7 separate regions of the Mus musculus genome follow, and regions 2, 3, 4, 5, 6 and 7 are each linked to region 1. Evidence: chromatin contacts called from public HiChIP or PLAC-seq and promoter capture Hi-C data. All regions are on one chromosome and are shown on one strand. The core of a region is the stretch at or near the end of the contact, and the rest is flanking DNA. Distances in the headings are between cores, read along the strand shown. Region 1 holds the start of Psmd7 (proteasome (prosome, macropain) 26S subunit, non-ATPase, 7). Region 2 overlaps Phlpp2 (PH domain and leucine rich repeat protein phosphatase 2). Region 3 holds the start of Exoc3l (exocyst complex component 3-like). Region 4 holds the start of Phlpp2 (PH domain and leucine rich repeat protein phosphatase 2). Region 5 holds the start of Slc9a5 (solute carrier family 9 (sodium/hydrogen exchanger), member 5). Region 6 overlaps Ap1g1 (adaptor protein complex AP-1, gamma 1 subunit). Region 7 holds the start of Ap1g1 (adaptor protein complex AP-1, gamma 1 subunit).

Region 1 (2,804 bases), core at 212-2,711:
GAAGATCTAAGAGAAGTACCAGTTTTGTTTTTTTTTGTTTGTTTGTTTTGTTTTTGTTTTTTTTTTTTTCCGAGACAGGGTTTCTCTGTGTAGTCTTGGCTGTCCTGGAACTCACTTTGTAGACCAGGCTGGCCTCGAACTCAGAAATCCGCCTGCCTCTGCCTCCGGGGTGCTGGGATTAAAGGCATGCGCCATCACGCCCAGCAAGAATTGTTTTCTTTAGCCACTAACAAACTGCATATTTGGAAACAACTTAATTCTATGCTAAGGAAACACACAAGCCACAGTGAAAGTAACATTACACCTCTCTAACCCACTAAAACTACTTCAAACAACGAGTTTCCACATGCCAAAGGAAACTTCATCCACGAGTCTTTAAAGCCCCTCCATCTGTTCCTTGATACAACTACCAACAGTGTCTGCACCCCCCCCCCCCATTCTTACCAATTGTTAAAATAAAGCTTAAACAGTGTTCACCCCATCAGGGCCCCTAGTATCCCAGGCATTCCGAACAATACAACTGAATTCAGACTCAAAAGGCTCCGTCTTGAGGTTTTTTTTTTTTTTTTTTTTTTTTGGCTCTGGTTGAGTTAGCTGCACAAAGCCTGCTTCAGACCAGGCACTAGCGCCGACTTGACTGCAAGTAGACTCCCTACTGGACCTTCATATTTGTTAACTCCTCACACTAATTATCTTGTAAAACTTCCGAACACGTGCAACAGGTCTGGCCGGATGAACGGCTGGAGCAGGCAAGGGTGGCAGTGAGCTACCCAAGGGAACTGTAGGCTGGCCCCAATCTGCACCTGCCTCGTTTTTAGAGGAACAAGCCGACACCTTATTCATTCCCATTTTAAAGGTACCATTCGACCAGAATCCCAAATCGAAACTTGGCTATGATCCCTGCCTCATCCAGAAAATCGTTCATCGGGGACTCCGAGACCGGGGTTTCAGTGACAGCTTTTACAGGCACGGGCACACGAGACTGAAGCTCGGTCTTAAACGGCGCCCAGCCGTTCTGGGAAAAGGCGCGGCCTCGGCGGGTAGCATCGTTCCGGCTCCGGGGCCTCGCCAGGCGGGCCAGACTCAGGAGTGGCGGCCTCGGTGGGGGTGCGAGGCTGTCAATGGGTACCGAGCACCGCGGTGTGGAGCCGCTGGGGTCGCTTGTCCCAACCCGTGTCCCCGGCCGCCGCGTTTGTGCCCGGCGCGCCCGTGACTCAGCAGCCCTGCGCCGTGTGGCCGCCACGCGCCACCCGCTCACCGGTTGAAATGATCCACCACACTGAGCAGCACCAGGGGGTGAACCACCACCTTCTGCACCGCCAGCTCCGGCATCGCGACACAGCCCGACCACCGGCCCGGCTCCCTGCAACCCGCAAACACCAGCAACCGCAGCGACACAGGCCGCTCCTCCAGGCCCCAGCACCTCCCCTTCCGGTTTGACCGCCGCTGCACAGTCGACTTCCGCTCCCAGAGCGCTTTGCGCTCGTGCCCGCCCTGTCGCCAGGGGCGCCATCTTGAGAAAGGGAAAGAACCGCCTTGCCTTCTGTGGGACTTAGGCTATTGACGAAGCTTGGCATTGAGCCTTTCCCTAGGTTTTTGTTTTTGTTTTTGTTTTCGTTTTTGTTTTTCCTCAGTTGTTTGCCAGCTCACCATTTCTCCTCCTTGGAAGGTTGTAGAAAAAGGCAGATAAACATAAGTAGTAACAGCGTGTACTTCTACTAATCAAATAATTAACGACATATATTTAACTTTCTTTTTTTTTTTTCAAAGATTTACTTATCTATTATATGTAAGTACACTGTAGCTGTCTTCAGACACACCAGAAGAGGGAGTCAGATCTCGCTACGGATGGTTGTGAGCCACCATGTGGTTGCTGGGATCCGAACTCTGGACCTTCGGAAGAGCAGTCAGGTGCTCCTACCCACTGAGCCATCTCACCAGCCCTTAACTTTCACTTAACACTTTAAGTCAGCACTGTTTCAAAATTTCCCAGAGGAGTTTCATTTGTTTGTTTGTTTGTTTTTGGGTTTTGGTTTTTGTTTTGTTTTGCTTCTTTTTTTTTTTTTTTTTTTTTTTTTGAGACGGTGTTTCTTTATGTAACAGCCCTGGCTGTCCTGGAACTCACGTTGTAGACCTGACTGGCCTCTACCTGCCTCTGTTCCCTGAGTGCTGGAGTTAAAGTCATATGCCATCACACCTGGTTTTTATTTATTTATTTTTAATGTTTTATTTCATTGCTTTTGAAGTTGGGCCTTCTATGACATTGACTAGCATGGAAATTGTTGTATAGTCCAGGGTGGTCCCCTGTCTCTACCTCCTCCTAAGTACAAGGGTGACAGCATATGCGACCACACGTGGTTTAGAGATGCTCTCGGTCTCTAACACCAAGGGCACACTTTGGGTGTATGACTGGATACTTTATCTATAGTTTTTATTTCTGGGAATTTTCCTTAATGCTCACTGTGACATAATGAGTGCAACAACATTCAGGTTTTGTTAATCCCAAAGATTTGGGGAGAAAGGCCACCAACCCAAAACACCATGGCTAAATTAATTAAAATTAATTAATTAAAGCAAGCATTTTTATTTATTCAATTTAATTTAGTTTTTATAGGGGTCCCCAATTTCAATTCAATGCTTGGGTGTAAGTATCTGTCTGTCTAAGTCAACTGCTGGTAGGGCCTCTTAGAGGACAGCCATGCCAGTCTCCCGTCTGTAAGCATATCATAGCTTTAAAACAAGCATTTTTTTATTTGTGTACATGGGCTGTCTCTTCCTAAAAACGGGTGTGTGTGTGTGTGTGT
Region 2 (2,804 bases), core at 214-2,713, 2.3 Mb after region 1:
GATTATGAGTTCAAAGCCACCTGGGCTACCCAGAAACCTCCTGTTGGGTGGGGCATGGAGGAAAGTTTGGTTTTATAACTGGCAGGTGTTGTCTGCTGTTTGTAACCAGGGTAGAAAGTGGTACGTTTGAGTGTGTGGTGGCTAGAAGAGGAGATGAGGAAATGCTCAGGAGGTGGCAATACCTTGGGGATGGTCTGAGCCTTAGCTCACTGCTGTTCCATTTCACTGATCCATACACTTAGGATTGGTTCTCTAGCTGCGTTATACTTCAATTAAAAATGACGTTATTTTTACCAAAAATGTAGATATTGTCCTGGAGAGATGGCTCAGTGGTTAAGAGTTCTCAGAGCTCCTAAAGAGGACCTGAGTTAGGTCTCTAGCACCCGTGTGAGGCTCTCAGAGTTACCTGCTAACTCCACCTCCGGGGAGATCCAATTTCTCTGCTCTCTGGGGACTCCTGCACGGTATGTTCATGCCACACACATACATGTAATTAAAAAGAAATGCTTTTTAAAAATCTAAGTATTAATTTTTCAAGTTATAAACTAAGTGGTACTGTTAACATTAGTGGTTGTAGTGTTAACATTAGTGATGTAGTGTAAATGCGAAAGACCCCAAAGTTAGTAGTTGTGTATGTTTGCAAAAACAGACTAGGGTTGAATGTCAGTCAGAGTGAGCTGCCAGTAGTTTTTATCTTTAGTCATCTCTACAAAACCGCTGTTGCTTGTTTACAAGCTATTCCTTTAAAACCTGTGTATACGTGTGTGGGAACATGCAGTTGCCCATGGAGGCCGGCAGCATCCCAGCCCCAGGAAACGGGAATTAACAGGCTGTCATGAACTACCCGCTGTAGTGCTGGAACCTGGACGTGGGTCCTCTGGAAGAGCCACTGAGCCAGCTCTCTAACCCTCTCTAGTTCCTGCTCTTTGTCGGAGACCATTGCTAGCATGTTGTCTGTTTTCTCACAGGGCTGACGGCAGTGAATGTGTACCCAGTGCCCAGCCTGCTCACTTCTTTGGAGCTCTCCCAGTGAGTCTGTCCACGAGGGTGGAGCTTGTTTTGATTGGGGGGGGGTGCTGTCTCAGGGGAGGGGGAGAGATACTATTTCGTGGCTAAAGGAAGGAGGGTAAGAGGAATTAGATCTCTGCTGTCTGAATAAACAAAGTGTTGCTTAATTCCACTGTCTTCACCTTTCTGTCTCCATTTGTCAGGAGAGCTGTTGCCTTGCTTGCCATTTCCTTATCTCGTCAGCAGCTCACTTTTGGCCATCTCTAGTTCACTTTTCCCTGATGATACTACTCCTTCTTTTAAAAGGCAGCTTTCAAACTGGCCATGTTCTTTGTAATGCCATGTCAGTCGTTGCTTCTGTGTCTTTGGTTCTGTTGTGTTCTCCTGCAGGCAGTCACCCCCCAGTTCTGACTTGGCACACTGCCCTGTTGCAGATGCAGTCTCATTGAGTCCAGTGATTTGAGTCACTGAGTGTTGGCATCCGCCAGTTTTCTAGACTGAGCCTCTCCTCTCAGGTCAGGCTTATGTATCCAGTTCTTCGCCAGTTGGTTTTGCTACCCACACCCCAGGAGTCTCAAACCTCTGTAACATTAGCTCAACTTCCACTGCTCCGGACTTGTTTTCTGTGTCTGTTCATAATTCAGCCCCGTCAGGCCCCTGGTCCTCCAGGACCTGAAAGTAGCTTCCTTCCATCTTTCATTCTGTCCTCCTTCTTTACCTAATCCTTCTCTGAGTCATCGCCGTTGCTGCCCCTGGGCAGTGCTGGAATTCCTGCCTCTCCTTCAGCTGAATGACTACTCACTCAGGCCTGTATCACTCCTGCCTCTCATTCTTCTTTCCTCTTCCCTTTCTTCCTTCTTTTTCTTTCTTCTCTTTCTTCTTGGCAGAATCATCTTTATTGGGCTCCACCAACCAGTCATGTATTTAAAGCACACAGCTGACATCATCTGTATACTGTTTATAAACCCTTGAGGTAGGCCCTACACATATAGGATCGAGTAAGAACTTTGCAGACATGGTTTAGACCTAGTTCCAGCCTAACTTTCCCTGTTTCCAGGGAAACACTTCATGCTTGGCCTCCCATTACACAGCACACTCTTCCTTGCCATATCTCTGTGCTGTGACTCAAGTTGGCATCATTGCTGCTTAAGTATTTTCATGTAAGGTCACAGAATCTAACCCAGTTCATGTCATTTTTTTTGTTTTTAAGATTTTATTTATTTTATGTTATGTGAGTACACTGTTGCTGTCTTCAGGAACACCAGAAGAGGGCGTCAGACCTCATTACAGATGGTTGTAAGCCACCATGTGGTTGCTGGGAATTGAACTCAGGACCTCCGGAAGAATAGTCAGTGCTCTTACCCACTGAGCCATCTCTCCAGCCCAGATGTCATGTTTTTGAGCAGCTAGTGGCCTTGGCTATTTCAGGCCAAGTTTTCTTTTCACAAACTTGTCACAGCAAAGTCTGCTTCTCCTATAGCTCTCACTTCAGCCTGCCACATAACTGATATACACCTTGAGATCTGGAAGGGGTGGGTGACCTCTGACAGTAGAAGTCTGTATGATGCGGGCGGAGCTGTATGAACTATTTCGAGTTTGTTTTTCCAGTGACTTGAAACTTTGCCCTGCTGCTGGTTGCCTTTTGTGTCTACTTTCTCACTGTTACTCCTTCTGTTTTTCTGAGAATTTGCTTCTTTTCTCTCTGTCATTACCTATAGAATTCCTGGTTATCTTTGATGCCACTTCTCCCAAATCTCTCCTCATCATGTCTCACTGCATCCTGTTGCTTCTGTTTG
Region 3 (2,804 bases), core at 163-2,662, 2.3 Mb before region 1:
AGTAAGTAAACTACTGTGGCTATAGCCACTTCATGGAATTCCCGTGCTGACTTTAACATCCCAAGCCTGAGAAGCCCAGGATGAGGCGACTGCGCCTATTTCTCACACTCTTTGAAGCTGGGATTATTCTCTGGGATGTCCCTGGTGTCTCTCTCCATGTAATCCCTTTCCTAGTGCCCCAGCTGCTGATCAGAATGGGATTTGTGGATTCTTAGAAGCTAAAGTCCAGGGCTCTCCACCTCCGCTTTCCCCGCCCCCACTCACCTGCTTGTAGCCTTGGCAACAACCGAGTCAGGATCTGAAGTTGTTTGTGCTGGACAACACATTCCCTCAGGGGTTCCAGGGTTTGTGAGGTCCGAGACAAACCCTTTAGTAAGTGATGGGCCTGGCTCAAAGCTTCACGAGTTCCCTGCACAGCCTCGAGGGCTCGGGTCAGCTGCCACACACCAGTCTGCACACCTTCCAGGTAGGACTGCACCACTGACTGTGGAGAGAGGTAGCCGCTCCTAAGGCCTGGCCAGCCCTCCAGCCCAGTCTAACACTCCTGCTCCTCACCCACCTTAATTCTTGCTTCCAGGGAATAGTTACGCTGTATTTCACGGCTTCGGTACTGGCCCAGCCTGGTCAGCTGCTCTGGCCGGTAGAAGATGCCTGAAGCCCACTTGAGTGCTGCACCCCGAGCCAGCTGTTCGGCCCTCTCCTGCTCTGGCCACTCAGGCCTTGGGCAGGAAGATCCTGGGGTTGGTTGTGTCAGTCAGGGAGGGCCTGTGGCTAACGCACCTGCTGCTCTTCTGTTTCCTCGGGACAGCCCCACTCTTGGCAATCCTATAGAGCTCTAGCTAGACCTGACGGGAAAACCCAACCCCACTAATTCCCATTTGTCTTGACATCATCCTTCCCCAAGCCCAGCCAACGAGGCTCATACCAGGACGAAGTGTGGGCTGTATCTTGCTGTCCATAGTTTGCCTAGAGCTGCTGCCGATGTGGTAGGAGTGGGAGCGAGTGCCTGGAGGAGATCAGGCAGAGCGGATGTTCCTTGGGCTCCGCTGAGAAAGAGGAGCAGGGTCCTTGCCTACCCCCTTCAGGAAGTAAGAAGGGGATACCTGGGAGGCCTCAGTCCTCTGGCTTGGACTATGCAAATAGGCAAAACTGTAAGTCCCCTTTCCTGCTCTGTAACGCCCAGGATAGTTTGGTACAGAACTTACCAGATCTGACCGGTGTCCAGTTCTCCCTCCTCTGCAAGTGGCCTTGGCCTTGAGAGTAGCCTTCTCGCTCCTGCAGAGCTGGGCACACCCTCACTGCTCACGGGACCGGAGGGACTCCAGCTCCTTTGGCACCAGCAGCCAAATTCCTCTCCCCAAGGAAGCCTCTCTCCCACTTCACGGCCCAGAAACCCCTACTTCTCCCCCAAGGCCCCTCCTTCAAAGCAGAAAGGAAGGAAGTTGAGTCTCTGGCACTTTATTCCCAACAGGAAAAGCATCTGCATTGAGGTGGGGAGCGCTGGGCGCCATTTCCTGTTGGGTGGGGGCAGCTGTGGACTCCCCCGGTGAGCACCAAGTCTTGATCAGCCCACCTTAGACTTCTAAATACTCCGGAAACACATATGCATATTTAAAGCTGATTTGGCCTCAAGCTGGTTTGAAGGATGACCCCCTATGTGGTAGAGCCTCAGCAAACCGCAGTCGAGTCTGAGAACCACAGATGGTATATGCCTTGGTAGGGGAAAGATCACATGTGGTGAGGCAAAAGAATAGTGAGAGATGGCAGTTAGGGATCCAAAAAGCTACATTGTTCCTGTAAGTGATGGGGAGCTAGGGAGGACACTAGATATAATGGAGCACCACCCAAATCCACCCATCATAATAGACCCTCACTTCCTACTGTCAGAAGGGTTGACAGCTAAGACCTCAGGAAGACTACCCCAACTTCAGGCTCCATTATAACTAGAGCTTCCGAAGTCTGCTTTCTCACAAGTGTGAATCATCAATCAATTTGGGGAAGGCAATTTGTGTCCTAGAGGGACTGACCGTCATAAAGACATAACCATAAGTGATAACACTGTTAAAAATAAATAAGACTTGCAAGCTGGTAAGATGGCTCAGAGGCTCAGAGCACTTGCTCCTCTTGCAGAGGACAGGGCTTCAGTTCCCAGCACCTACACGGCAGCTAATAATAACTGCCTGTTAACTCTAGCTCCCAGAGATCTGACACCCTCTTCTAAACCTCCTTGAGCACCTGCACACATGTGGACAAACATAAACACATACACACACAATAATAATAATGATGATGATGATAATAATAATATAAACCTTTAAAAACTGCAAAAATAAATGAGACTTGCAAACACACAGTTCTTCCCATGTGTCAGAAAATGCCTTAAAGGCTTTGCTTATATTCACACGCAGGCAAACACCTTTGCATGGACTAAGTAGTGGTTGGAAATAAGACTCCTGGCCACTGTGAACTGTATGTAGCATGGAGGCCAGCGAAAAATGATGCTGGAACGAAATAAGAGATAGAAGTATGCAAGCTATTTATTGTTAGTGCTTGCTGTTTTGGCAGGAAGTAACAGGAACAGCAGGAATTATCTCTGAACATCAGGGAAGCCTTTAGAATAAGTTTTAAGCAAATAGGCTAAGCTTGTGGCTTATGGCTTCCCTTCCCTGGATGGAATGTTCAGGCAGTTAGTAGTCTAGAAGCAGCTTAGCAAGGAAGAGTCGGGTGGTTCTCGCTTCTCAACTGCCGGTACTGCTCACTAACTTCTTCCATTTCCTACCATACAATTTTTTCAGGTTTCCTAG
Region 4 (2,804 bases), core at 177-2,676, 2.3 Mb after region 1:
ACTATGAATCTTTAATATGAGTTAGGCTCTTTGTTCTGTCCAATCCACCTTGATAATGGCCAGGCAGATGTTAATCTAGTTCATTCACTCCTTAAGAACCAACGCAAGGGTCTAGAGAGATGGCTTAGTGGTTCAGAGCACTGGCTGCTCTTCCAGAGAACCCAGGGTCAACTCCCAGAGTTCACCTGTCAATTTACAACCATCTATAACTCCAGGTCCAGAGGATCCGACACTGTCTTCTGGCCTCTATCATCAGTCATACACGTGTTGTGTTGCATAGACTTAATACCCATAACAACACGGAAGACCCACCTGAAGCTGGGCATAGTGGTGCACATCTGCACTGGGGAGGTGGAGACAGGAGACTCTAAAAGTTCAGGGCCAGCTTTGGCTATATAGTGAGTTCGGGTCTGCCTGGGCTATGTGTAATTTTCTGTCTCAAAAAAAAAAAAAATCCGAAAGAATTAGATCAAGTAATTTGTACATGTATAGAATGTATAGATCTAATAATGAGTATAATTAACGGGGTGTGGTGACCCACGCCTTTAATCCCAGCACTTGGGAGGCAGAGGCAGGCGGATTTCTGAATTCGAGGCCAGCCTGGTCTACAAAGTGAGTTCCCGGACAGCCAAGGCTACATAGAGAAACCCTGTCTCGAAAAACCAAAAGAAAAAAAAAAAAAAAAGAGTACAATTGAGATTTGGAATTGGAATTAGGCAGACTTATAATTTGGCCCACTAACCACAAAACTATCTTTCACTCCAGGAACAAAAAGAGTCAGCTTTTAAAATAGGTGAATTAAGACTTGCAAAATAGAAAGCGGGCTTACACACCATGTTACTGGTTGAGTGGTTGAGGACGAGAAAGGAAATCTGATACTTTGATTACAGGAAAAGGACACTGAACTGTGCCTGGAAAGCTTAGTGTACTTGAGGTGGTTTGATGAAGAAGGTCGCCAGCTATCCCTAAGAGGTGAGTATAAGCAACAGTTCTTTCACCCCCAGTGGGTGCCAGGGGACAAGACACATTTGGGAGCAGGAAGCGTCTTGGATGGAGAATTCCAGCGCCGCCCATGGTGGAGGGTTGTATCTTGTCTATTTTAACAGGTGCAGGCCTTACCTGTCACTTCCTCTGGCCGCTTCTTGGAGGATCCAGAAAGTACCAAATTGCTCTCCCTGCGCCCTGGTCCTAGGAGCTCAGGGTGGAGCGCAGCAGAGGCTTACTCCGCCTGCAGTGGCGCCAGCCTCCCACAATTCTACTCCGGCCTCGCCAGGCTGACGACTACGCAGGTCCAGCGGGTCGGGGAGGGACCGAAGGGGGCGGAGCGTCTTGGTTAGGGGCGGGGTCTAGGCGGAGGGGCGAGGCCTCCCGCTGCTCGCGCGCGCCTCCGAGGCTCGCGCTGTCGCGCCGGGCCGGGCGTCTCTGTAAATCCTTGGCCGCCAATGGGGGAGGTGGAGCCCGTGCCCGCGGGCCCGCTGGAGCCCCCGGAGCCACCTGAAGCGGCGGCGCCTCGCCGGCCCGGAGGGATTCGGGTCCTAAAGGTGAGACGGCAGGGAGAGGGAGGAAGCAAGAGGGCTGTGGCCGCCTTCGCTAAGCTGCCCGAGGCGGCGGGCGCCCCCCGCCCTGCGTCCCTGGGCCGCTTGCACTTGGCCGGGCCGCCGCGGGCCTGCTGTGGGGCCTCCGGGCCGCGCCCCCGCCCTGGCCTCCGCCGCCCTGGTCCCCGGCGCTGTCCATCCCTGACCGCCGCCCGGCAGGCCCACGCCTTCGGGCAGCCGCTGCCCCCACCTTCCTTCCTCCCCGCATCCCCGGGACCTCAGTCTCCTCGCTGGGCCTAGCCCGGGGCCCCGGGACGGATTCCGGGGGGCTCCGAGGGCCGGCCGCGCCTGGCGGGAGTCAGGCGGCGAGTACGCAGGACTCGGCGGACACCTGAAGACATCACCCCAGCTGGAGGATGGCGGCGGCGATTGGCCAGGCGCCGCGGTGTGCGCGGGCTGCGCCGGCGGGAGCGGCCACGCTGCCCTCGGGACTGGCTGCGGGAGTTCCGAACCGGCTCTCGGCTCCAAGACGCAACACCCCGCGCTTCCCGCTCGGGGGACAGTCCCGGAGGATCTGCTGCCTGTGGACCTGCTGGGCGTGTTGCAGGGTTTGGGGGGCGGGGGTGGGAGAGCAGAGCCCGAAGGGGCACTCCTGCTTGGCTGACAATCCGGGGAGAAGGCAGTGGGGGAGCCGTTATGCAACAGGCAGCTAAGCGGGGCTTTTTGGTAGAATCAGGGGAGTAGGAGGATAGGAAAACAGATGCAGGGGAAAGGGGAGTGGAGCCTTGAAGGTGAGTGATGACAAGAAGTTTCTATGCAGGAAGAATGCAGAAGGTGAGCTGAGGTGAGGTCAGCAGAGATGGCTAAAAGGTGGCTAACTGGGTGGAGTTCTCTACTAACCTCTGAAATAGTGCAGAGACATTTTTTTCTGTAGGTTCAGTATATAAACGAACTGGAATAGTGGAATGGAATTCCTCTAGAGTTCTAGAAGAGCAATTGGCAGGATTTAAAACTTGCCAAAGAAGGGGAAGAAAATTAAGATTTAATGTGTTTCGAAACCAGTCTGCCAAACATCGAAGATACTTAATGTTAAAAGCAAACCTTAAGTAATTAAATGAGATTGTTGTTGAGTAATATTTCCTTTTATTAAGATTATTAGTAAAGTAGCACAAAGATGGAAGCAGCAGAAAAATTTATTTGTTGTACTTAGTGAATTCATAAAACCAATACTCAGTAGACTGAAATTTTATTTTCTGGCACCTCCCAGTG
Region 5 (2,804 bases), core at 133-2,632, 2.2 Mb before region 1:
GGGAGTCCTGGCCCGGAAAAAGCAAGCCGGAAAGGGATGCCTGCGGGGAGGTGGAGGGGAGGCCAGCAGGAGGGGAGGGGTGGTCCTGCTGGACATACGGAAAAATGCCTCTCTAACTGAGCAAAGTCGGCCTAGGAACGTCGGCAACTAGGGTAGGCCAGCGGTTTAAAATTAGACTGATCCACCCCCTCCCTTCCAGGCGTAGGCCACCAGCGGCGGGCCTAAGGGACCATGGGGGCGGTGACGCAAAGGGCTTTCCCACCCGGGCAGCCTCCCATGAGCGCACGGCCGCTTCCAAGGGACTCCTCTCATCCTGGCTGGGACTCCAGTCTTCAACAGCGCTGGAGAGACTGTATTCCAAGGACCCAACCCAGCCGGTAGCCTCGATCCCTTCTATGATTGCTCCCTAAACCCGCCCCTCTTTGGGGCCCCGCCCCCGACTACCTGGAGCAGGTGGAAGTCTGTCCCTTCCCAACTCCACTTCCCCAATCCGCTACAACCACAGCAGCAACCCTGGCAAAGAGGCAGCGAGGGGACTCCAAGCACCTCTTCAGGAGGGCCTAACTTTCAAGGGAAGCCCGAGTGGAACAAATCACAAACTCTCATTTGGCTTCTATACTGTCCCCTCAACTTGAGTCTCCCCCTGTAGGCAGAGGAGCATAGACCTTAGGACCCCGGCCGGAGACTTTTCTGGAGGCGAGCACCCGCCCGTGACGATCTCTCTCCTAGAAGCACTGTCTGTCCACCGCCCACCTCAACCTCCGCAGCGCCCCTCACCTTAAGAGGCGCCCCCAGGAGTCGGTGCAGAGCAGGGATCTGCGCACTCAGGGGCAGAGCCCCGTCCAGGCTGCAGGTGGGGGCCCGGCGTGGTTCCGGGAAGTTGGCACAAGCGAAAGGGTCGGTGTCTTCCAGGTACTGCACTCTCACAGTTACCACGGATACTGGGTCCCCATCCCCGCGCTCTTCCTCGCCCGCCATGGCTCTGCCACCGGCTACCGCTGGACGCCTCTTGTGTCCCCTGCAAATGCTGCAACTTCAACTCGACTAAACTTTGCTGTTAGGGCCGGGCCAGGCTGGGCCGGACGCTCGCGGCTCGAGGGGCGGAGCCAGATGAAGGTAGGACCAAGGAAGGGGGTGGAGCCAAGACTGAGCGGCGAGCGCGCGCTCGGGGTTAACCACCGCCGGAGGCGGCGCTTGGGCCAGCCACTCAGAGAGCTGGTGATCCCGTTAGTTCCATTGCTAGGAGGGCGGGAAAACCCGAGCTCCCGCTCCGCCTCAGAGCAGAGGGCGGGGAGACTTTCTTTAGATTTGGTATGGGCGAGGCTGCAGCGGATCTTTGTAAGGATTTTTAGGGCAGATGGGGGGGGGGGGGTAAATCTCTTCGGATAATCTGGGTAGCTGGGCCACTCTCAAGGGACGAGATGGGACTAATTGCTAGCTTGAAAGACAAATGAAAGCATTTCTCTCATTTGGGGAAAGCAGTAAGAAGAATCTCTTTCAATGTGGAATAAGAAGTGGAAATAGATTTTATATTTGAAAGAAGAGGTGGATTCAGTCCCCTTTAGCTGTGGGGGCAAAAAAAAAGAGGACGGGTGCTCTTTCTCGAAAAAGAATGGGATGAGTCACTGTGAGGAGGCAGGTAGCACATGTTTTTTCGGCTTGGGTGATGAATGAAAAGTGGAGACATTCTTCGGTTTGGGGCGAGATGAGTCAAATGCCCCAAGTTGTTCCTAATTTAAAGGGAATTCCATAAGGTCCTCTCAGATCCATGGAATAGGCAAACAGTTCCCTGTAGTTTGAAGGAAAGGGAAGGCGGCGCCTCTGGGCTCTGGAGAGATGAGGAATAGCCAGCTTTTCAGCCTGGAAAGAGCCGGGTCCGTCCCGGCCTTGAGGTTTCTGGGTACGTTGAGAGCACCGTTGTCCATTAGGCTTTCTGGGTGTGCCCAGTGCGCGTGCGCAGCTGTGGTCCGGTAGGGGGGTCCCAGGTTTTGGAGATCGTGCTGGAAGGCGGCAGCGCACCGCCCCCTGCGGTTTTCTCAGCTTAGCACTGGGACCCGCAGCCTGAGCACCTGGGACGGGTGGCCCGCTGCTGGGCGGTGTTCTGCAGTAGCTGCGCTTGTCTCTGCTTCCCGAGACCCCCGTCCTTCTTGGTGCTCCGGGACGCGGTGGCTGGTCACCTTTCTGAATCCGGAGGAGAGGCGGTTTAGGAGAGCACACTCGAAAGAGTGGGTTTCAGGACTCGAGGGGTTAGGAGGGTTATGCTGGGGAATTTCCGGAGATGAGATTAACCTAGAAGAGATGGAGGAGGGGATCCTAACTGCTAGGATCCTGGGCAGGGTCTCGGGGTCCGGACCTGGCCTGGGGGTATCGGAGCTCGGATTGGGGGGAGTGAGCCCCACGTGCCTGTGACGCGGGGGCGCCGGGTAGGCGGCGGCAGCGGCGGCGGCGGCGGCGGCAGCGACGCGGGGCCGGCGGCCGTGCAGTGCCCGGAGGACAGCAAGATGCTGAGCGCCGCACTGCTTCTTCTGCCCGGGTTGCCCCTGGCGGGGGCGGGGGCCACAGAAGAACCCACCCAGGAGTCCGGGCCGTTGGGTGAGCCTCCTCCAGGCTTGGCGCTCTTCCGCTGGCAGTGGCACGAGGTGGAGGCGCCCTACCTGGTGGCCCTGTGGATCCTGGTGGCCAGCTTAGCCAAAATCGGTGAGTGTGTGTGTGTGTGTGTGTGTGTGTGTGTGTGTGTGTGTGTGTGTGTGTGTGTTCGCGCGCCCGCACGCCAGGCTAGCGGCCCGCAGAGGACCCGCCCCCAA
Region 6 (2,804 bases), core at 209-2,708, 2.2 Mb after region 1:
GGCTGGGCATGGCTTTGTATACCTGTAATTCTAGCACATGAGCAGGAGGAATTTTAGTTCTAGTTTGGGTTGCAGAGTTTTCTAAAATGAATTTTACAGGTTGAAGATGTATTGCATGCTCAGCATGCAAGGGACCCTAGGTTTGATTTTTCAACACTGAACAAACCAGGTGGGGTTGGACATAGAGTTAGGAGTTGAGCAAATTGAAGAAAGACTTAGGACCTTAGGAAGCCAAGCCATTGAATGCTTTTTGCTAGCATACTAACTAGATGGCTTCAATTCCCTCCCTTCTGTGTACGAACGAGTGTGTGAGCGAGCATCTTCACTTGTGTAGGCATATCTTACTGTTCTTCCCCTTAGCCTTTTGGGACATGGTCTCTCACTGAACCTGGAATTCAATCACTATCTTTTCGCATAGTCTGGTGGCCAGGAAAACCCAGTTTTTCCTGTCTTTGCTTCTTTTCCCTCCCCAATCCTCAATGCTGGCAGTACAGTCATGAGTGTGCTATGTCTGGGGCTTGTGCTGGGATCTGAAGTCTGGTACTCATGTTTGCACAGCAAGTGTCTGTTGTGTCTGGTTGGTGTTTTGGTGTTTCTTTGCTGCAATGAAAACACTATGACCAACAAGCAAGCTGGGGAGGAAAGTGTTTATTTGGCTTACATTTCAGGTTGACATAGGCTAGCCAGTGCATCTGGTAAACTATCTCCCCAGCACTTTTTGTTGTTGTTCTTTTGGTATTGTTGATTGAAGCCAGGGTCTTGTGGATAGATGGCACAATCTGTATCATCAAGCTATAGCCATATCCCTTTGTGGTCTTTTAGTACTTTGAAAAATAAAGCTTGGTGTGGTAGTGCATACCTACTATTCCAGCTTTTGTGTGTGTGTGTGTGTGTGTGTGTGTGTGTGTGTGTGTGTGTGTGTAGGGATAGAGAGGCAGACAGATTAGGAGTTGAAGGTCAGCAGTTATATAGCCTGTTGAAGTCAGACATGGCCAACCAGATACAACCAGATAGTTTATACTTTCCAGATAATGTGATAACAGTGCTTACTGAATGGATTAGATATATTTAAATTTAGAATTTTTTATTTCAGGACTGGAGATTAGTTTCAGGGCCTTTCTCATTATTTAGTTTAAGTATGAAATATTTCAGACATAAACATGGTGAGCAATAATAAATATTCATTTACCCAATATCCATCTCAGAAAGGAAATGTTACCAAAGATCCTGTATCTCATGCTGTCCCTGCAGTTGTGTCCTTCTCTCACAGATGTGCCAGGGGCTGGGGCTGATCTTTATCTTTCCCATGGATATGGTCACACCCTTCTTCTCTGTCCATTTTAAAAGAAAATGATCTTTAAAAAAATGCTCAAAAAACAGGGTTTCTCCAATATAGCATAGCTCAGGCTGGCTTTAACCTTTTTTGACCTTTTGTTCCAGGCTTGTGAGTGCTGGGATTACAGGGGTGAGCCATCGTGGCAGGCTAGAATAGTATGTTCTTTTGTGTTTATTTTATGTGTTATATTGAAGTCTTGCAATAACCCTTTGAGATAGGTACTTTCTCCACATTTTGCAGATGAGGAAACTGAAGATGTCAGAGTTTAAGTCATTTACTCAAGGACACACAGCTAGCTATTAAGTGGTGGAGCTAGGATTCAACCCAGGTAATTGATCCCAAGCTTATCACTTAAAGCTCTCAGTGTACAATTCCTTGTCTCAAGCTTGAAATTAAAGTTAACAACAGAAAACCAAGAACATTGAAAATGTGCAGGGTTTCATAATCTTTCCAGTGTTTACAAAATCTGACCCAAGTAGGCATGAATTTGTCGGTAACATTTTTTTTTTCACTTGGTATGACTGACTGTTTTTGCTTCAAAAATACCATCGGTAATTGAGGTAGTGTGCTAGACAGACATAGTGGGCAAATCAGCACAGTCCGTGTCTTCCGTTATCTTTACAAAATGGAAAAACTCTGAAGTCTGTAAAAAGCCTTCATTTCAAAAGAAAAAAAGGCCTGAATATAATAAATTATTTTGGCCATGACAAAATTTGAATTATTTGTATATGAACCTTTTCTTCTTTTGCCATTTGCTTGTTTCTTTTTACTATATGGCCAGAATTTAAATTCTGTCCTTCTCACTAGACTTTTGAGTTTTTCTAGTATTTTTTGAGACAGAGTCTGATAGCCCTGTTGGCCCCACTCTCCAGTCCTCTGGCCTGCAAGTACTGGGATTCGAGCTTCACTTTTGAGTTCTTAAGGATAAATATGTTGACCATTCTGGGCCCAAGTACCTGTTGGAATATCTGCCATTAAAAAAAGTGAACAAACATTTGTTGAGTGATTGTATTTTTTTAGTAAAAATTATTTAATACTTTCTCATGTGGTAGGGGGATTCACTGATTTGAACAAGGAGAATGTTATGTTATGAAACTGATTTTTATTTCATGTTTTTATTATCCCCCTTTTACTTTGAACTAGATCTGAACAATGCTGTGTTGATGCTATTTTTTTTTTTTTTGTATTCTGTTTTCTTGAAATAAATGACACTTTATGACATAGTCCCGTGGGCACTAAACTATTATTATTTTTAATTTCTTTTTTTTACTGTGTTCTTTTTTTTTAAGATTTATTTATTATTCTATGTTAAGTACATTGTAGCTGTCTTCAGACACACCAGAGGAGGGTGTCATATCTCATTATGGATGGTTGTGAACCACCATGTGGTTGCTGGGATTTGAACTCAGGACCTTCAGAAGAGCAGTCATTGTTCTTAACAGCTGAGCCATTTCTCCAGCCTTTAATT
Region 7 (2,804 bases), core at 77-2,576, 2.2 Mb after region 1:
ACGGAAATTTCACAGTGAATTTGGCATGTTTCATGCATAGGCCTGGCTCAAAGTAATCTGCACTGTGCTAGCATTATGATGTTCTTCTAGTCTTAGGGTGTACCTAGGGCTGCCCTGTACAGATGCCCCGAAGAAAGGTAGGAGGATTTGAATTCCGTAAGCATTCTGCTCTATAAACCGGTAGGTATGGGTTGGAATATGTATATGGGGTGTGGTGAATTTTCTGTGTAAGATGACATCTTAAGGCAGACTCCATTGTGAGAGACAGTTGTAGTTTTTCTCAAGTCTTAAATCTCATTATTTGTAAACTTTGGTTACTTACTTTGACTCACGAGATTGCTTAGCGGGCTAGGTTGTACATACGATGGTACCTTATGATCAATATGACACCAATATTTAATAAATTTGATCGTGCCCTTGGTATCCTTTCTTTCCAGCCACTTGGCATGCTCCAGAAATTCAAGGTCAAAATTGTATGGCTAGACTTACTCAGCTCAACGTCTGTATTTTGAAATCCTTGCATGAAAAACGAATGTCTAAAAGATGCAACTTCCTGTTTATGACACTCAAATTTGAAACTCAGGATTTTTGCTTAGTTCCTGGTCTTTGGTATTCAGTGTAGTCTTGTGTTTTATTCACATCTGGGATACCTTTGTTGTCAATCTATCGGAAAGATTTTATTCTAGGTAGGTCACCTTTCCTTTAAATGGGCCAAGATATCAAGGATCTCTAGGTTCACATGGAAAAGACTTGGGTCACAAGTTAGTAATTATTTATCACGCCAGGAACTGTCTAGTTAGACTTTCTTTGCTTCAGGTCATTAGTTCATTCAATCATAGATGGAAAAGCTATTCTGGAAGAGTTTTAGCTGACATTTGTCCAGATTCTTTTTTCCCCTCACAGGAGGGGACTGGATCGTAGGTGAGATTGCCGCACAAGGCGGTGGTGCTGTGCTTGGAATCCATTCTTAGGTTTCATCTTTTTACCTGTTTTCGCAAAAAAAAAAAAAAAAAAAAAAAAAAAAAATTGAAGATACCATAAAACCCTAGAATCCAAAGCCACTTGGAGCATGTTTCTAATGTTGACCAGAAACCTCTGGCCAACGAGGACCACTTAGGAATCCTTTCGGACAAAACTGGTCACACCATGTCTATGCGCTTTCCCCTGCATCTCCTCTCCGCCTTCCCCAGCTCCCTCGCTGAGCTCCGCCCACCTCAGGTGACCCCCACCGTTTCCTGGCTGCACAGTTTTCCCCTCCCCCCAGAACGGAACCAAAGTGCGACGGCTCCAGGGCCGGGCCGGAGCGTGCTAGCTCAGACTCCTCGCAGCGGTGACTCGGCAGCGGCGTCGAGCGTCATCAGTGACAGCCCCGACCCTTGCTACGCTTTGAGTCGCTCTGCCCGGCGCAGTCGCCTCCTCCTCGGCAAATAGTCCTCGGCGGGGGCCGAGTCCTCGGGTCATCCGGGGTGGGAGACGGCACGGGCTGCAGTCGGAGGGACGCGGGGCGGCCGGCGAGAGGGAGCCGGGGAGCGGCGTCTCCCGGGGAAGCGCGAGGCGTGAGGTAGAGGCGCCCTCCTCGCCCGGGATCCCTCCGCCTGCAGTCGCGGTGCTGAGGCCGAGGGAGCCGCCATTTTGGATGTTCGGTTCCTGCTGCCACTGCCGCCGCCGCCCCCGAAGCTGCTGGTTTCCTTCGAGGTTTCGGGCCGGTGAGTGTCACTCGCGGCACCGAGGGCGGGTCGGCTCTTGGGCTCTGCCGCAGCCGCGAGCGTCTGGCCGGAAACCTCCTGTCAGTCCCAGGGGTCCGGGCTCAGCCTGTGGGGGGTGGGGGGTGAGGAGGACCCAGGTTTGGGTCAGGAGGGACCCGGGAGCCCCGGGCTTGCTTGGACTTCCTGAGGGCCGACCTCGGGAGCTTCAGAGCCGGAGCTGTCGTGCGCGGTCGCTTTCCTCTTCCCTTGGCGTGGTCTGGCCGCCGCAGGCCTCCTTGAACCCATTGACTTTCTCAGGCTGCGAGGCTCCTTTGAAAGCTCGCTCCGTTCGGGGAGCTTAGGATTTAGCGGGGCCGGGCCCCACCCCCGCGTGTCCTCTCGGAGCCACGTATCAGCGTTCTTGTGTTGGGGACTCGGGTCAGATCTGAGAACTCTGAGCATTTCCCACGCAGGGGCAATTCTGCCTGGTCCCTGCAGTGCCGTCCACTGAAAGCCGGACATCGGCCTCGCCTCCCTCTAACCTTCCAACTAACTTCTGGTCCAAACACTTTCGCTTTTTTTTTTTTCTTCTTCCTTCTTCTTCTTTCTCTTTTTCTTTTAAAGAACTCACCTGAGACCGCACTATTCACTCTCCTCTCCAACTCTCGGTTCTGCGGACGTCGGTTTCTAGTAATTCTCAGGCTCTTCCTCATTGCCTGGAACTGTCGGTTCTGCTTCCCAGTTAGGGCTTGGTGTCGGAGAGCCGTCGAACCACCCTAGGGTGTATTTCCGCAGCAAATGGGTTTAAAGCAGGCCAAGTGGCTTTGGGTGCGAAGGAGCTGTGAAAATAACTTTCTGCATTTCTTTCTGTTCTGAAAGCTGAGCTTTGGGGCACTTACTGATACTTTTTATTTATTTTTTTCTTTTAGCGTTATATTTGCTTGAGCATGGAAAGCTGCCCTTGGAGAATAATAATCTGACGTAGGTAGAAAGGAAGATAACTTTTTTGGTTCCTATAGGGATTAGTTAACAGAAGAGCGAGCTGAATGGTCTCTTAGTGACCGCACCCCTCAGGTGTTTGTATAGTAATGAACGCTGCTGACTTCTTATGTTGACTTT

What was found. Promoter capture Hi-C pulls out the DNA fragments that hold promoters and counts their contacts. HiChIP or PLAC-seq counts read pairs in DNA pulled down with a chosen protein or histone mark.
Region 2: a contact with region 1 is called in a promoter capture Hi-C map of pre-B cells, with 5 times the contacts expected there. The contact joins the enhancer-like site here to the promoter of Psmd7 in region 1. A contact is called at or near these places in 5 of 39 promoter capture datasets (the 3T3-L1 cell line, 3T3-L1-derived adipocytes, hippocampal neurons and 2 more).
Region 3: a promoter capture Hi-C map of neutrophils shows a contact between it and region 1, with 4 times the contacts expected there. The contact joins the promoter of Exoc3l here to the promoter of Psmd7 in region 1. A contact is called at or near these places in 3 of 39 promoter capture datasets (the C10 cell line, neutrophils and pre-B cells) and 1 of 9 other capture datasets (adipose tissue).
Region 4: an H3K4me3 HiChIP or PLAC-seq map of pro-B cells shows a contact between it and region 1, with 12 times the contacts expected there. The contact joins the promoter of Phlpp2 here to the promoter of Psmd7 in region 1. A contact is called at or near these places in 6 of 39 promoter capture datasets (the 3T3-L1 cell line, the C10 cell line, hippocampal neurons and 2 more), 2 of 115 datasets of contacts at active chromatin or transcription factors (large pre-B cells and pro-B cells) and 2 of 9 other capture datasets (adipose tissue and liver).
Region 5: a contact with region 1 is called in a promoter capture Hi-C map of pre-B cells, with 3 times the contacts expected there. The contact joins the promoter of Slc9a5 here to the promoter of Psmd7 in region 1.
Region 6: a promoter capture Hi-C map of liver shows a contact between it and region 1, with 4 times the contacts expected there. The contact joins the enhancer-like site here to the promoter of Psmd7 in region 1. A contact is called at or near these places in 7 of 39 promoter capture datasets (the C10 cell line, the HPC-7 cell line, hippocampal neurons and 3 more), 1 of 484 Hi-C or Micro-C datasets (CD8 T cells) and 4 of 115 datasets of contacts at active chromatin or transcription factors (embryonic stem cells, extraembryonic endoderm stem cells, large pre-B cells and 1 more).
Region 7: a promoter capture Hi-C map of pre-B cells shows a contact between it and region 1, with 12 times the contacts expected there. The contact joins the promoter of Ap1g1 here to the promoter of Psmd7 in region 1. A contact is called at or near these places in 9 of 39 promoter capture datasets (the 3T3-L1 cell line, 3T3-L1-derived adipocytes, the C10 cell line and 5 more), 2 of 484 Hi-C or Micro-C datasets (CD4 T cells and CD8 T cells), 5 of 115 datasets of contacts at active chromatin or transcription factors (astrocytes, embryonic hindbrain, extraembryonic endoderm stem cells and 2 more) and 1 of 9 other capture datasets (liver).

The regions. Positions count from the first base shown.
Region 1 is chr8:107,587,021-107,589,824 of GRCm38.p6, forward strand. It overlaps Psmd7 (proteasome (prosome, macropain) 26S subunit, non-ATPase, 7), which reads right to left and starts at 1,462. Exons shown (of 7, transcript NM_010817.2): 1 at 1,259-1,462. The coding sequence starts at 1,332.
Region 2 is chr8:109,919,113-109,921,916 of GRCm38.p6, forward strand. Phlpp2 (PH domain and leucine rich repeat protein phosphatase 2) reads left to right here. Exons shown (of 19, transcript NM_001122594.2): 10 at 969-1,029. Among named protein-coding and RNA genes, the nearest start is that of Marveld3, 42 kb to the right of the region's middle. Within about 2 kb of position 1,464, at least 79 of the 459 cell types and tissues checked have an H3K27ac peak or open chromatin away from gene starts, as enhancers often do.
Region 3 is chr8:105,294,701-105,297,504 of GRCm38.p6, forward strand. It overlaps Exoc3l (exocyst complex component 3-like), which reads right to left and starts at 1,413. Exons shown (of 14, transcript NM_177788.5): 1 at 1,206-1,413; 2 at 926-1,006; 3 at 560-735; 4 at 265-484. The coding sequence starts at 959.
Region 4 is chr8:109,867,177-109,869,980 of GRCm38.p6, forward strand. It overlaps Phlpp2 (PH domain and leucine rich repeat protein phosphatase 2), which reads left to right and starts at 1,427. Exons shown (of 19, transcript NM_001122594.2): 1 at 1,427-1,541. The coding sequence starts at 1,443. Gm17344 (a long non-coding RNA gene) reads right to left here and starts at 1,354. Exons shown (of 4, transcript XR_003947453.1): 1 at 1,120-1,354.
Region 5 is chr8:105,346,876-105,349,679 of GRCm38.p6, forward strand. Slc9a5 (solute carrier family 9 (sodium/hydrogen exchanger), member 5) reads left to right here and starts at 1,383. Exons shown (of 16, transcript NM_001081332.1): 1 at 1,383-2,697. The coding sequence starts at 2,502. Fhod1 (formin homology 2 domain containing 1) reads right to left here and starts at 1,095. Exons shown (of 22, transcript NM_177699.4): 1 at 778-1,095. The coding sequence starts at 978. It overlaps Gm46049 (a long non-coding RNA gene), which reads left to right. Exons shown (of 4, transcript XR_003947441.1): 4 at 200-781.
Region 6 is chr8:109,793,938-109,796,741 of GRCm38.p6, forward strand. All of the region lies in intron 1 of Ap1g1 (adaptor protein complex AP-1, gamma 1 subunit), which reads left to right. Among named protein-coding and RNA genes, the nearest start is that of Ap1g1, 17 kb to the left of the region's middle. Within about 2 kb of position 1,459, at least 9 of the 459 cell types and tissues checked have an H3K27ac peak or open chromatin away from gene starts, as enhancers often do. A contact at or near this core is called in liver, where this site is marked.
Region 7 is chr8:109,777,257-109,780,060 of GRCm38.p6, forward strand. Ap1g1 (adaptor protein complex AP-1, gamma 1 subunit) reads left to right here and starts at 1,327. Exons shown (of 24, transcript NM_009677.6): 1 at 1,327-1,706.